Linked DNA regions of Sus scrofa: region 1 is linked to region 2. Evidence: chromatin contacts called from public Hi-C data. All regions are on one chromosome and are shown on one strand. The core of a region is the stretch at or near the end of the contact, and the rest is flanking DNA. Distances in the headings are between cores, read along the strand shown.

Evidence for each region. Hi-C and Micro-C count contacts between places; a contact is called where the count stands out from the background.
Region 1: a contact with region 2 is called in a Hi-C map of embryonic fibroblasts, with 4 times the contacts expected there. The contact joins the promoter of LCTL here to the promoter of MAP2K1 in region 2. A contact is called at or near these places in 1 of 5 promoter capture datasets (fetal liver) and 2 of 47 Hi-C or Micro-C datasets (both in embryonic fibroblasts).

What each region holds. Positions count from the first base shown.
Region 1 is chr1:164,536,514-164,542,902 of Sscrofa11.1, reverse strand. It overlaps LCTL (lactase-like protein), which reads left to right and starts at 2,726. Exons shown (of 13, transcript XM_003121742.6): 1 at 2,726-2,902; 2 at 3,311-3,474; 3 at 4,084-4,171; 4 at 4,460-4,569; 5 at 6,114-6,242; 6 at 6,345-6,389. The coding sequence starts at 2,749.
Region 2 is chr1:164,377,953-164,383,581 of Sscrofa11.1, reverse strand. It overlaps MAP2K1 (mitogen-activated protein kinase kinase 1), which reads right to left and starts at 1,690. Exons shown (of 10, transcript NM_001143716.1): 1 at 1,212-1,690. The coding sequence starts at 1,291.

The DNA.
Region 1 (6,389 bases), core at 1,477-3,976, 160 kb before region 2:
TATAACAAAAGGTAAGGGCTTGGAGAAGTGAAATGGACGTTGGAAGTTACCATCAATACCCTGAAATAGCAGTTCTCATTCTAGACAGGGAGGCTGAGTCCTAGGGAGAGGAAGTTCCTGTGCCTAGACCCCACAGCCAGTTCCCGGTGATATGGAGGCAGGAATCTTTTTTCCTGAATGCCCCCATGTCCTTCCATGCCTGCCCCATCCATTCCCTCTGAAGGAGCCCAAGGTACAGAATGGGCTGAGCTGTGCTCCTGTGCCTGGGACCCATCAACACTTAGGGCAGAGGACCAGACCTTTTGCTTTTACCAAGTAAACTTCCTAAAAGTCACAAAGACTGGGCTCCAGCCTAGACCCCACAGAGGCTGCTGGCAGAGGGGCCCCCAACCCTGCAGCACTTTGCAAGGAGGGAAGAGGAGGAAGCTCAGAGGCTCACCCTCACAACTGCTCTTCAGCCAGGCCTGGGCCCCAGGGACTTCAGACATGGCTCTTCCCTGACCAAAGGGAGGGTTCTGCCAGTTGCTCCAAGCCTCCAGCCAGACCCAAGCAGTCCTGGAGTGGGATGGGGTTGGGAGGAATGGGGGGTGGGGAGGGGTCACCCAGCTGTAAGGCCTGTGTCCTTCCAGCTTGGACCCTATGGAGGAGAATGGGGATCAGACGGTGGAGGCCGGGTCTGCAGACAGACCCCAAGCGGCCCTGACCACGCCAGGCTGACCAGCACCCTGCCCCCAACACAAACACTAGGCCCCTGGCTCTGTGGGAAGGGGGCATTTTTCTCAGATGAGATCAGCTCTTAAAGTTTTACGTTTCCTGCCAACCTGAGCCTGGTAGCAGGATGCCCAAGGCCCACGGGCCTGGCGAGGCAGGCAGGAGCACCAGTGCAAAGAGAGCACTCTGGGTCTTGGACACTCACAGCAGTCCACCCATAGAAGAGAGGGCCAGGAGGGCGGCTGTCCAGTGGCCCATTCACCTGAGGACACGGCCCTACCTGGTCACTGCCAGAGAAAAGAAGATACCAAGTTTCCAGGTCCACAAATACACCTCAGGGCATTTGCTCCTGCTGTTCTGTCTGTTCCCATACCTCCCTGCTCCACACCATCTGGCAAATGCCACCACATCCTTCGAGCATCCTGTCCAATGTCCCCTCCCTATGAAGCCAGCCCCACCTCCCTGAGCCTCTACAGTGTCTTGACCCTCCTTCCATTAGTGCTGATCACTGGCAGTGTTTAAAACCCTCTCCTGCCGTGAGCTGTGGTGTAGGTTGCAGACGTGGCTTGGATCCTGCGTTGCTGTGGCTCTGGCGTAGGCCGGTGGCTACAGTTCCGAATCGACCCCTAGCCTGGGAACCTCCATATGCCGCGGGAGCGGCCCAAGAAATAGCTAAAAAGACAAAAACAAAAAAAACAAAAAACAAAAAAAACCCCACAAAAAAACCCTCTCCTGATTGCCTCCCTCCCCCACCAGACCCTGAGCCCCTAGGGGCTCAGACCAAGTCCCATTTCACTCTGGCAGGAAGAAATTAACCACGAAAGGGTAAGACCTCCCCACTTAAGGAGCCACAGGTGGGCTGGAGGTTGAGGGAGATGAAGAGGGCTGCAACGGTGGAGGCAGGGAAGAGGTTAGGGCACTGTAGTGTAGGGAGCACAGTTGGGGGACCTTGGCAGCCTCAGTGCAGAACAGGAGGTGTTGAGCCTCCAGGAAGGGTACATTCTAGCAGGCAGTCATGACTGAATGAGAGAAGGAATGAATGACAGGTCCAGAGTGAGATGGGTGAGGTGGGAAAACCAAATTTACCTTCTGCAGTGAATTTTCTCCAGCAGCAATGAGTAAACACAGAACCAGATGTCCATACTGCTCCCCGCCCCCGACACCCACCCCGAGTTTTGCAAGCTAAGGTGTGCTGAAGATGGCACATCAGGCCCAGAAGGGGCCGGGGATTGGGTTGCTCCCCCCTCTACCCCAGGATGGTCTGACTGGATGCCCCGGGCCCAGGGCCAGGCTACATGGCTGCTGACTCAGGCCCCGCTGGCCAGCTCAGCATTCCTGCCCTCCCCGCTGAATTGGGGCTATTGAAGCTCTTTGTAGGGGGGTTAGGCCACTAGTCACGCCCCCAACCAGAGCCTTCGCTGTGCTGAGGGCTCTGCTCTGGGAGGTGGGGGGGACAATGCGGCCCCTAGGGGGTCAGTCTGAGAGTGCTCTGGCCACCAGCTGCTATTCCGGGGGTGTCTGGGACCGAGGACAATCCTGGGTAAGCTGGCCAGGTTGGCATCAGAGAGGGGAGCCAGGGGAAGGGAACTGCCCTGACCCTGCTTGTCCCCCCTGGCTTGGGGGTGGGGGTCTGTCTCTCTGCATAGGCTACAGTGTGTAGGTGAGGGTGCTGCAGATTGTCCTGCCTCCCCCGTCAGACTGGAGCTTCCCTAAGGCGGAGTGGTTTCCCCATTAGATTGGGGGCATCACAGGGTACAGACTAGGTCTCCCCCATCATGCAAGGACCAGGAGTGGTTTGAAGCCTTGCCCATCAGACCCAGAGCTCCCCAAACCCAGGCATTAGTGCTTAACTTGGGAATTGTATCTGGAGCCCCTCAGCCTGAGCTGGGGGTCCCAGCAGAGCCATGGACCAGCTGTCCCCAGAAGAGCCAACACTTCTCTAGATAAAATGTCCCCACCCCTGCCCACCTCCTCCCTTTCTGCCCCTGTCTCCAAGCCAGGATCTGCGCTCCAATCCCAGGCTGCTTGGTCCTGTCAATGTGCTTTTTCAGGTATGGGGGAGGGCCGGGTGCCATGAAGCCAGTGTGGGTTGTCACTGTTTGGTGGGCACTATTGCGGGCATCCACGCTGGGGGCCACCAGGAAGGGATCCCCAGAAGAGGCCTCCTTCTACTATGGAAACTTCCCACTTGGTATGTGTACTCCTGTGTTGGGTTGTCTGTCTGTCTGTCAGCTTGCCCACCTTAACTGGCTTGCAAAGGAGGTTGGTGTTTTAGCTTCCTTACAGGCAGGACGAGGGAAATAACTCCATGCAGTTGTTCTAAAATAAAAGAGGTTCTTCACGGATTTTTTTTTTTTTTTTTTTAAGTATAGAGATAGTAAATGCTAATCAGAGCTAAAATGGTACAGATAAATGCTTTTACTGTATGATGTCTTTCCTCACCCTACAACCCTGCCACACATCCTCCCACTCCGAGGGAGAAGGCCAGGCTGTGGGGGACAGGGCCTGCCTGGTGGTCCAGGAAGAACAGCCCAGGGTCCTAGTTCTGGGTGGGGAGTGGGAGGGGGCTCAGGGCCCAGCCTGGGGTCTCCACTCGCAGGCTTCTCCTGGGGCGTGGGCAGTTCTGCCTTCCAGACTGAGGGTGCCTGGGACCAGGACGGGAAAGGGCCCAGTATCTGGGACGCCTTCACACACAGCAGGAAGGGGAATGTGCTTGGGGACGAGACAGCAGATGTGGCCTGTAACAGCTACTACAAGGTCCAGGTGAGTGATGGGTATACATGTGTATGATTGAACATCAACTAAGAGTTAGGAAGTGACCTACTGAAGGATCCCAGGTGACAACCAAGTACTCTGCTAAACACTCCTGACCCTGAATCAGCCCAGAAGGGAGGGGCTGGTGATGACCAGGGCTTCAGGTGGGGGTGGGGGTATCAGGGTGTGGGAAGGTGGATTGTAGGAGGAAGGGGAATCAGGGCCTCACCTGAGCCAGTGCTTTAGTCCAAGTGATGGGCAATTGAAGGGTTGAGGCTGTGACCTTAGGTCCTACAGGCCACAGTGGCCTTAACCCCGGCCCCTGCATGGGAATAAGCACCCTGTGGAGAGCATGGGACCAGCTCATCCTCAGTTCCTCTGCTTAGCACCTGCTTTCCTCTCTGGCTTGGGGATCCATCACCCAAGTTTATTAGGAACACCCTGATGGATTTCTCAAAGCACCCCCATATCCTATATTTTACTTGACTCCTGGCATAGTCCCAGGAGGAATTGAGGGCAGACAGCATCCCACTTGGGGTGTAAACAAAGAATATGGACAGGAGGGAGCCTTGACCAGGCCCAGCTGACCCTGCACTGCACCTGCCCCCATCTGCACAGGAGGACATTGCCCTGCTGAGGGAGCTGCACGTCAGCCACTACCGCTTCTCCCTGTCCTGGCCCCGGCTCCTGCCCACGGGCATCCGAGGTGAGCTGGGCCACCCTTCTCCAGCCCAGGTGGGGCCCTTTTTGGCCATGTTGGCTTTGGGACATGTCTAGGGTGGGGAGAGAGCCCTTGAGCATGGTTTTCCCAGCAGCATCTCTCATGGGTTCTACAGGTAGCTGGGCTCTCAGGGGTAGATTTCCCACTGTCCGAGACCCGCTGGGGTGACATGCCTTCGCGCCTGTGAAAAGCCACAGGGCCCAAGAATACTGCACTTCAGAAGGTCAAGGCCAAGGCCCTTTCTTGTCAAGTCCCCTTTTATTTTACCTTTAGCTGACCAGGTGAACAAGAAGGGGATCCAATTCTACAGTGACTTCATTGACGCCCTTCTGAAAAGCAACATCACCCCTGTTGTGACCTTGCACCACTGGGATCTCCCTCAGGTGAGGCTGTGCAGGCTTAGTGGCCCAAGGGAGAAGCTCAGCTCAGCAGGAAGGAACCTGATCTAGGTACCCGGGGTTGCCAAGGTGGGACAAAGGATGGGGACTGTGCTCTAACTTGAGAAAGATGACAGGGAGTGAAGAAGAAATGTCTCTACTCACCCACAGCACGGAGGTCACACTGGTTGAAATGATGTTTGTTATAAGTGATAAGCATGAGTTTTGATGTTTTCTAAAACATTAGGCCTAGAAATAACAAGTCAAAATATAAAGGAATTTGGAGTTCCCATTGTGGCACAGTGGAAATGAATCTGACTAGGAACCATGAGGTTGGGTGTTCAATCCCTGGCCTTGTTCAGTGGGTTAAGGATCTGGTGTTGCTATGAGCTGTGGTGTAGGTTGCAGCCCTGGCTCAGATCCTGTGCTGCTGTGGCTGTGTGCAGGCCAGCAGCTGTAGCTCCCATTCACCCCTAGCCTGGGAACTTCTACATGCCATGGGTGCACCCCTAAAAAAAGAAAAAATATATATAAAGGAATTTTCTGGTGCCTCAGTGGGTTAAGGATCCAATGTTGTCACTGCTGTGGCTCTGGTAGCTGCTATAGCTTGGGTTTGCTCCCTAGCTGGGAACTTCTGCAGGCCTCAGGTGCTACCAAAAAAAAAAAAATACTTGAAACAAACTATAAAGAAAGCAGCATCTTCTGAGCAAGAGTTGATGGGATAATAAGTTTGTTAGCCTTTTTCTCCCAGTTTGTTTGAGCGAGCACCTATGTGCTCATAAATGAGCACCACTCAAGCAATTTCTGTAAAGTTTCAACACGCTTATGAACATCACTATTCAAGAAATTTTTTGATTCATTCCACGAGGCTCCACGGAGATCATGGCCCAGCTGGCAGAGGAGCTGTTTAGTAACTACACCATAGCCACAGCAACATCATGGGATCTGAGCCGCATCTATGACCTATACCACAGCTCACAGCAACGCGAGATCCTTTAACCCACTGAATAAGGCCAGGGATCGAACCCACATCCTCATGGATACTAGTCATGTTCTTAACCCGCTGAGCCACAATGGGAAGTCCAGAACCCACTGTCATGACAGAGGCTTCTAGGAAGTTCCTGACCTTTGCATGGCCCTTAAAAAATCCTAATTAGAGCTTCCATGCCCAGCATTGCATCTTATTTCTTCATATTCTTTATATTCAAGATTCTCTTCCCATAATCAGACCTCTTTCCTCTCATAATTTTTCTTAAATATTCAATCTATCAAGTTCCTTTTAGCTGTGAGAATCTCAAGCTTTCTCTGCTCCCTCCCTCTTGTCAGTATAAGGTATGTCTCCACATTTATGTCGCCTCACAGTTCATCACTGCCCCTGTCTCCAATCTTAATGCCCAAGACCCTTATCTTTGCTCCCCTTTCCACTAAACATCCTCTGTAGCTGTAATCACCCATGTTTCTCCCACAAAATCGGCCAACTGGCTCTAAAACTCTTTTCTAGAGATGGGCCCTTGAGACACTTGCTTTTCTCTCCACTTCTCTGATTACAGCTGCTCCAAGTCAAGTATGGCGGGTGGCAGAACGCGAGCATGGCCAACTACTTCAGCGATTATGCCAACCTGTGCTTCGAGGCCTTTGGGGACCGGGTGAAGCACTGGGTCACTTTCAGTGATCCTCGGGTGAGCAGGGCCCCCCTCCAAGTGGGAAAAGCCACCTCCCAGTCAGGAGTGTACCTTGCTACTTCTCACGGGTCCTATGGTCCCCACTTGCCATCCCTGCAGACATTGGCAGAAAAAGGCTATGAAACGGGCCACCATGCTCCTGGC
Region 2 (5,629 bases), core at 441-2,940:
CAGACACTACAATAGTGAAAGGAGTTTGTTGAGAACATGTCTGAGGAATGCAGTTGAGCTCCCACCACAGGTCTGTCCACCACTGGCCCTGTGGTCATCATAAGGACAGAAAGAGTCACCAAGTCCCCAGGCTATTAAAATCTAGAGAGACAAAGGAAGGTTACAGAAATCACCAAAGGGCAGAAGGTTCAGGCCTAATCTATTCATTTTATTAGTTAGCTTTCTCAGTCTTCAGTCTGCAGGTAAGAGATTAAGAACTAAATCTTTTCTGGTATTTCTCCAGCTCACCAAGTCTTTCTTCCTCATACAATCCTGTCCCTTACCCAGGACGAAAAGCAGATGTAGGAACTTGGAAACAGCAATGAAACAGTTTCATCACTGTCTAATGAAATAAAGTGCTGGTTTGTGGGCAACACTGGAAGCTGCAGAAATGGAGCACCTTATGTGTGATTTCCAAGGCCAAGGTGTCAGGCCTCAGGTCAGAAATTTAGGGATCATGGTCAAATAAAAAACCCCAGGAGACACTAATGAAAAGCGATTTGATGAATGAGTGAATGAATGGTCAGAAGAAGAAAAAGAAAAGCCGCTCCCTTAGAGACAAGAGGGTTTCCAGGAAGGCCAAGGAATGGGAGCCCCCAAAGTCGACAAGGGAGAAGCCACGGGAATATCAGTGTACACACGCCCCCCCCCCCCCCCGGGCCAGGCGGTAGCCGCAGCGAGGCAATCCTAGGCCACAGGTGTCAGGTAAGAAGGTGAGGGCTGCTAGCCGGTCCCAACTCCACACTCTACAAACTGAGCTGGTCTCAAAGACGCAGATGTGATCTTAATTACTCCAAGACATCTGCTCCCTTCTCCTCGTTACAGGCCAAAATCCCGGAGGATCTGGGGAAAACAGCTGGGGACGGGCGGGCAATGAACCAGTTTTTAATCTTTAAGGGAGAAGAGGAAAATGATCAGAAGTCAGGGATGACTGAAAGGGTCGGGAAAGGGGTGGGGATGGGCGGGGGGGGGGGGAGATCGACACTCCTTGGGTCCACTGACCGGTCTGAATCAGGAGCACAATCAGTGCTTAGTCACCTCGGCGGCGGGGAGTTCCTCGAGCCCGACAGCCCGAGACGTACGTGACGACTCGAGAGGAGCCCCGCGCGCCGCACGCACCCGACTCCGCTCTTGCGCCCCGGCCCGGGCCACCTCAGCACCCCCAGACTTACTCCGCCGAGCTGGTCCCGTTAACCGCGGAGCCGTCGGGGGCCGGGTTCAGCTGGATGGGCGTCGGCTTCTTCTTGGGCATTTTGGACCGAGCGAAAGCGCTTCCAACTCCGCGGGGAGGGCGGCCCCTCTTGTTTCCTCCCTCTGAGCTGCCCGGCGCCCGGCGCGCGGGACCAAGTCAGGGCCACCGGCCCGGGGCTGCCTTCGGGGGGCGCGCTCCGCGCGGTCCTGTCGGCACCGAGGGGGCCGGTGGCGGTCTCGGGAGACCCCCCGCCTTACTCTCTTGGTGCACAGCAAACCGAAGGGCTTCCCCGCCGGCGCAGCTCCGCAGCCCGGGATTCCCTCCGACTCTACTGCAGTCAACCGGTCCCTCCCGCTCGAGGGGCGCCGCGGCGCGCGCACTACAGCCTTGTCCAGCTACAGCCGGGGAAAGTGCGCCGCCGCTACCGCCGCGTTCCAAGCGGGTCCGCGCAGCCGTCCCAGAGAGGGACTGGAGGGCGGGGGAGGGGCGGGGAAGGGGGAAGCCTCACCTCCCCACCCAGGAGGCTGCGTTTTCCACACACCCACTCGGCTCCGCCCCTATTACCTAGCCGACAGCCAATAGGAGCACTCCTCGGCAGCAGATGACGCGGAAATACGTCACGGGGGCGCGGCGCGTTAACCTGGGGGAGGGGTCCGGTGGTGGTTCAGCCGCGCCCTCTGCTGCCCAGAGGCACGCAGGTGGACCCATGGAGAAAAGAGGTCGTGAATCCTGGTTCCCACAGCTAGCAGAGAGGGGAGCTTGACCTGGTTGGTAGCGACACAGTCTCCTGCTCTGCGGTGATTATAGACCCCAGGCCGAGTCACGTTGACAGAGCTGAAGTAATAAAATGAATAAAGGAAAAGACCCGATTTTTGTTTCTAGAGGCAGCGTCGGAAATAGTCAATTTGTCTAGAGACTCCTTGCGCACAACAAACTGGCAAATAGATATACAGATACATATAAAACGGTAATACTACTAATCTGTTAACGAAGGTACAGGGAGATGGGTATTCAGTGGTGATGAGACTGTAAATTGGGGCAACCTTTTCTGAGAGCATGTTGGGAATATATTTTTAAAGTTTTAAAAACAAAAAAAGCTTTTTCAACCAAGATTTCCAGTTCTATAAAACTGAGGAAATAAGATATCAATAAAAAGCTTAAGATCAAAGGTGATTCAAATGACTGAAAGTACACATTGAATCCATCTCTTCCCCTTCGCCTTTCCTAAAGTTCTAAAAGCATTAGGTGTGCAAAACAATGCAAGCATCTGCACCTAGTGGCTCAGAGAAGCGTGTCAGCTGTTTGCAGTATATAGAGAATAAGGTTTCCTTTTCATTTTGTAGACTATTTGAAGTTTTATTATTGTTATTATTATTATATATAGCATATTCAATTTTAAACATTTTAAAAAATTGTTAAGATTAATATGAGAATGTAGGAGTTCCCTCTGTGACACAGTGGGTTAAGAAGCTGGATTTGATCCCCCGCCTGGTGCAGTGGGTTAAAGGATCCAGTGTTGCCACAGCTGTTTCATAGGTTAAAGGTGCAGCTCAAATTCAATCCCTGGCCAGAGAACTTCCATATGCCACCAGTGCAGCCATTTAAAAGATAAAAAAAAAAAAAAAAAGATGAGAATGTAAAATAGTGCAGATAATTGGAAAAATAGTCTGGCAGATCCTCAAACAGTTAAATATAGTTACAGCATGCCCCAGCAGTTCCACTCCTATGTGCTCAAGAGAAATGAAAAAATATATATCCATACAAAATTTGTACACAACTGTTTATGCAAACGTTATGGCAGCCTTAGTTATAACAGCCAAAAAGTGGAAACAGCCTTAGTTATAACAGCCAAAAAGTGGAAACAGCCCTTTCTTTCTTTCTTTCTTTCTTTCTTTCTTTCTTTCTTTTTTTTCTTTGTCTTTGCTTGCGGCATATGGAAGTTCCCATTCCCAGTTCCCAGGCCAGGGATCGAACCTGAGCTACAGCAGTGACCCAAGCAGCTGCAGTGACAATGCCAGATCTTTAACCCGCTGTGGCACAAGGGAAATCCTAGCAAAGGTTTCTTAAACAAGACACACACATTAAAAAACCCCACAAGTCGTAAAGGAAAAATATGATAAATTGGACTACATTACTGTTAATTACTTTCAACCTTCAAAAAGTGTAAAAAAGGGAGTTCCCGTCGTGGCACAGTGGTTAACGAATCCGACTAGGAACGATGAGGTTGTGGGTTCGGTCCCTGCCCTTGCTCAGGGGGTTAATGGTCCGGTATTGCCGTGAGCTGTGGTGTAGGTTGCAGATGCGGCTCGGATCCCGCGTTGCTGTGGCTCTGGCGTAGGCTGGCGGCTACAGCTCCAATTCCACCCCTAGCCTCGGAACCTCCATATGCCGCGGGAGCGGCCCAAAGAAATAGCAAAAAGACAAAAAAAAAAAAAAAGTGTAAAAAAGAGTTCCCTGGTGGTGCAGTGTTAAGGATCTGGTGTTGTCACTACTGTGCCTCGGGTCACTGCTGTGGCACAGGTTCAGGCCCTCTCCAGGCAAGTTCCACATGCCACTGATGTGACCAAAAAGAAAAAAAAAAGATAAAAAGGAGAGGAGACATTTGCAACACATATATTGGAAAAAGAAATCATATCTATAATATATGAAGAACTCCTACATGGGAGTTCCCATCGTGGCTCAGTGGCTAATGAATCCGACTAGGAACCATGAGGTTGCGGGTTCGATCCCTGGCCTTGCTCAGTGAATTAAGGATCTGGTGTTGCCGTGAGCTGTGGTGTAGGTCGCAGACTCAGCTTGGATCTGGCATTGCTGTGGCTCTGGCATAGACTGGCGGCTACACCTCCAATTCGACCCCTAGCCTGGGAACCTCCATATGCCATGGCTGTGGCCCTAGAAAAGACAAAAAAAAAAAAAAAATGGTAACATATTAACCAGAAGAAGATATGAAAAGATGCTGAACTTCTTTATCAGGAAAATGCAACTTAAAACCACAATGTGAGGAGTTCCCGTGGCACAATGGCTAGGAACCATGGGGTTGTGGGTTCAATCCCTGGCCTCGCTCAGTGGGTTGGGGATCTGGCTTGCAGTGAGCTGTGGTTTGGGTTGCAGATGCGGCTTGGATCCCGAGTTGCTGTGGCTCTGGCATAGGCTGGCGGCTACAGCTCCAATTGGACTCCTAACCTGGGAACCTCCATATGCTGCAGGTGCTGCCCTAGAAAAGACAAAAAAAGAAAAAAACCACAATGTGAGTACCTAATGCCACTAAACATACACTTGCAAATGCTCAAAATTATAAAATTTTTATGTATATTTTTCCACAATAATTTGAAAACACTATGATACTACACTTACTATTCTGGCTAAATTGAAAAGGATAAATAATATCAAATGTTGATAAGACGTGAAGCAACTAAGGCAGGACTTTCTTACACTGATGGTGGAAGTATAAATTTATGCAACAAATTTGAAAAACTGTTTGGTAATATGTTCTACAAGGTAGAACTTATATCCTACACCCAGAGATTCTGATCCCAGGCACATACCTATGGAAATCAATATATATGTTCAACAAAAAATAAATGCAAGAATATACATAGCAACACTGTTGTAATAGTTATTAGGAAAACAACCCGAATGTCCATTAAGGGTAAATGGATAAATTGTGGTAAACACATGTCATGGAATGATAGCATTGTGAAAGTAGACTACAACTACACTACTTGCAACAGTATGAATGAATCTCACCAACATCCTGTTGAGTAGAAGAAGGTGACACAAGAAATATATGTATATATTTGAGCATATATATATAATCAAAACTGGCACATTTAATCTCTGGTGGTAGAAGTTGGGATAATGGTTATCCTTGAGGAGGAGAGTAACTGAAAGGTGAACTGAAGGAGGCTTTTAGGGTGCTGGTAATATTTGCTTTCTTGATCTGGGTGGAGATAATAGGAAAGTGTGTGTTCCATTTATGATTTATATTGTCTGCCAATAAAACAGTCTATGTTCTGGATCAATGCCACACTTCCATAAAACAATTACTAGAGAAAAAAAAGAAATTGACTCAACATCACTAATAATCCGTGAAATGGAAATCAAAACCATAATGAGATATCACCTCACACCAGAATGGCTATCATCCAAAAGACAAGAGATTTCTCCTGTGCTGCAGTGGGTGAAAGATCCGGTGTTGTCACTGCGGCAGCTTGGGTCACTGCTGTGGCTTGGGTTTGATCCCTGGCTGGGGGATTTTTGTGCACTGCAGGCACAGCCAGAAGGAAAAAAAAAGGACAAGAGATAAGCACTGGAGTTCCCATTGTGACTTAGTGGAAATGAATCTGCCAAGTATCCATGAGGATGTGGGTTTGATCCCTGGCCTCGCTCAGTGCATTA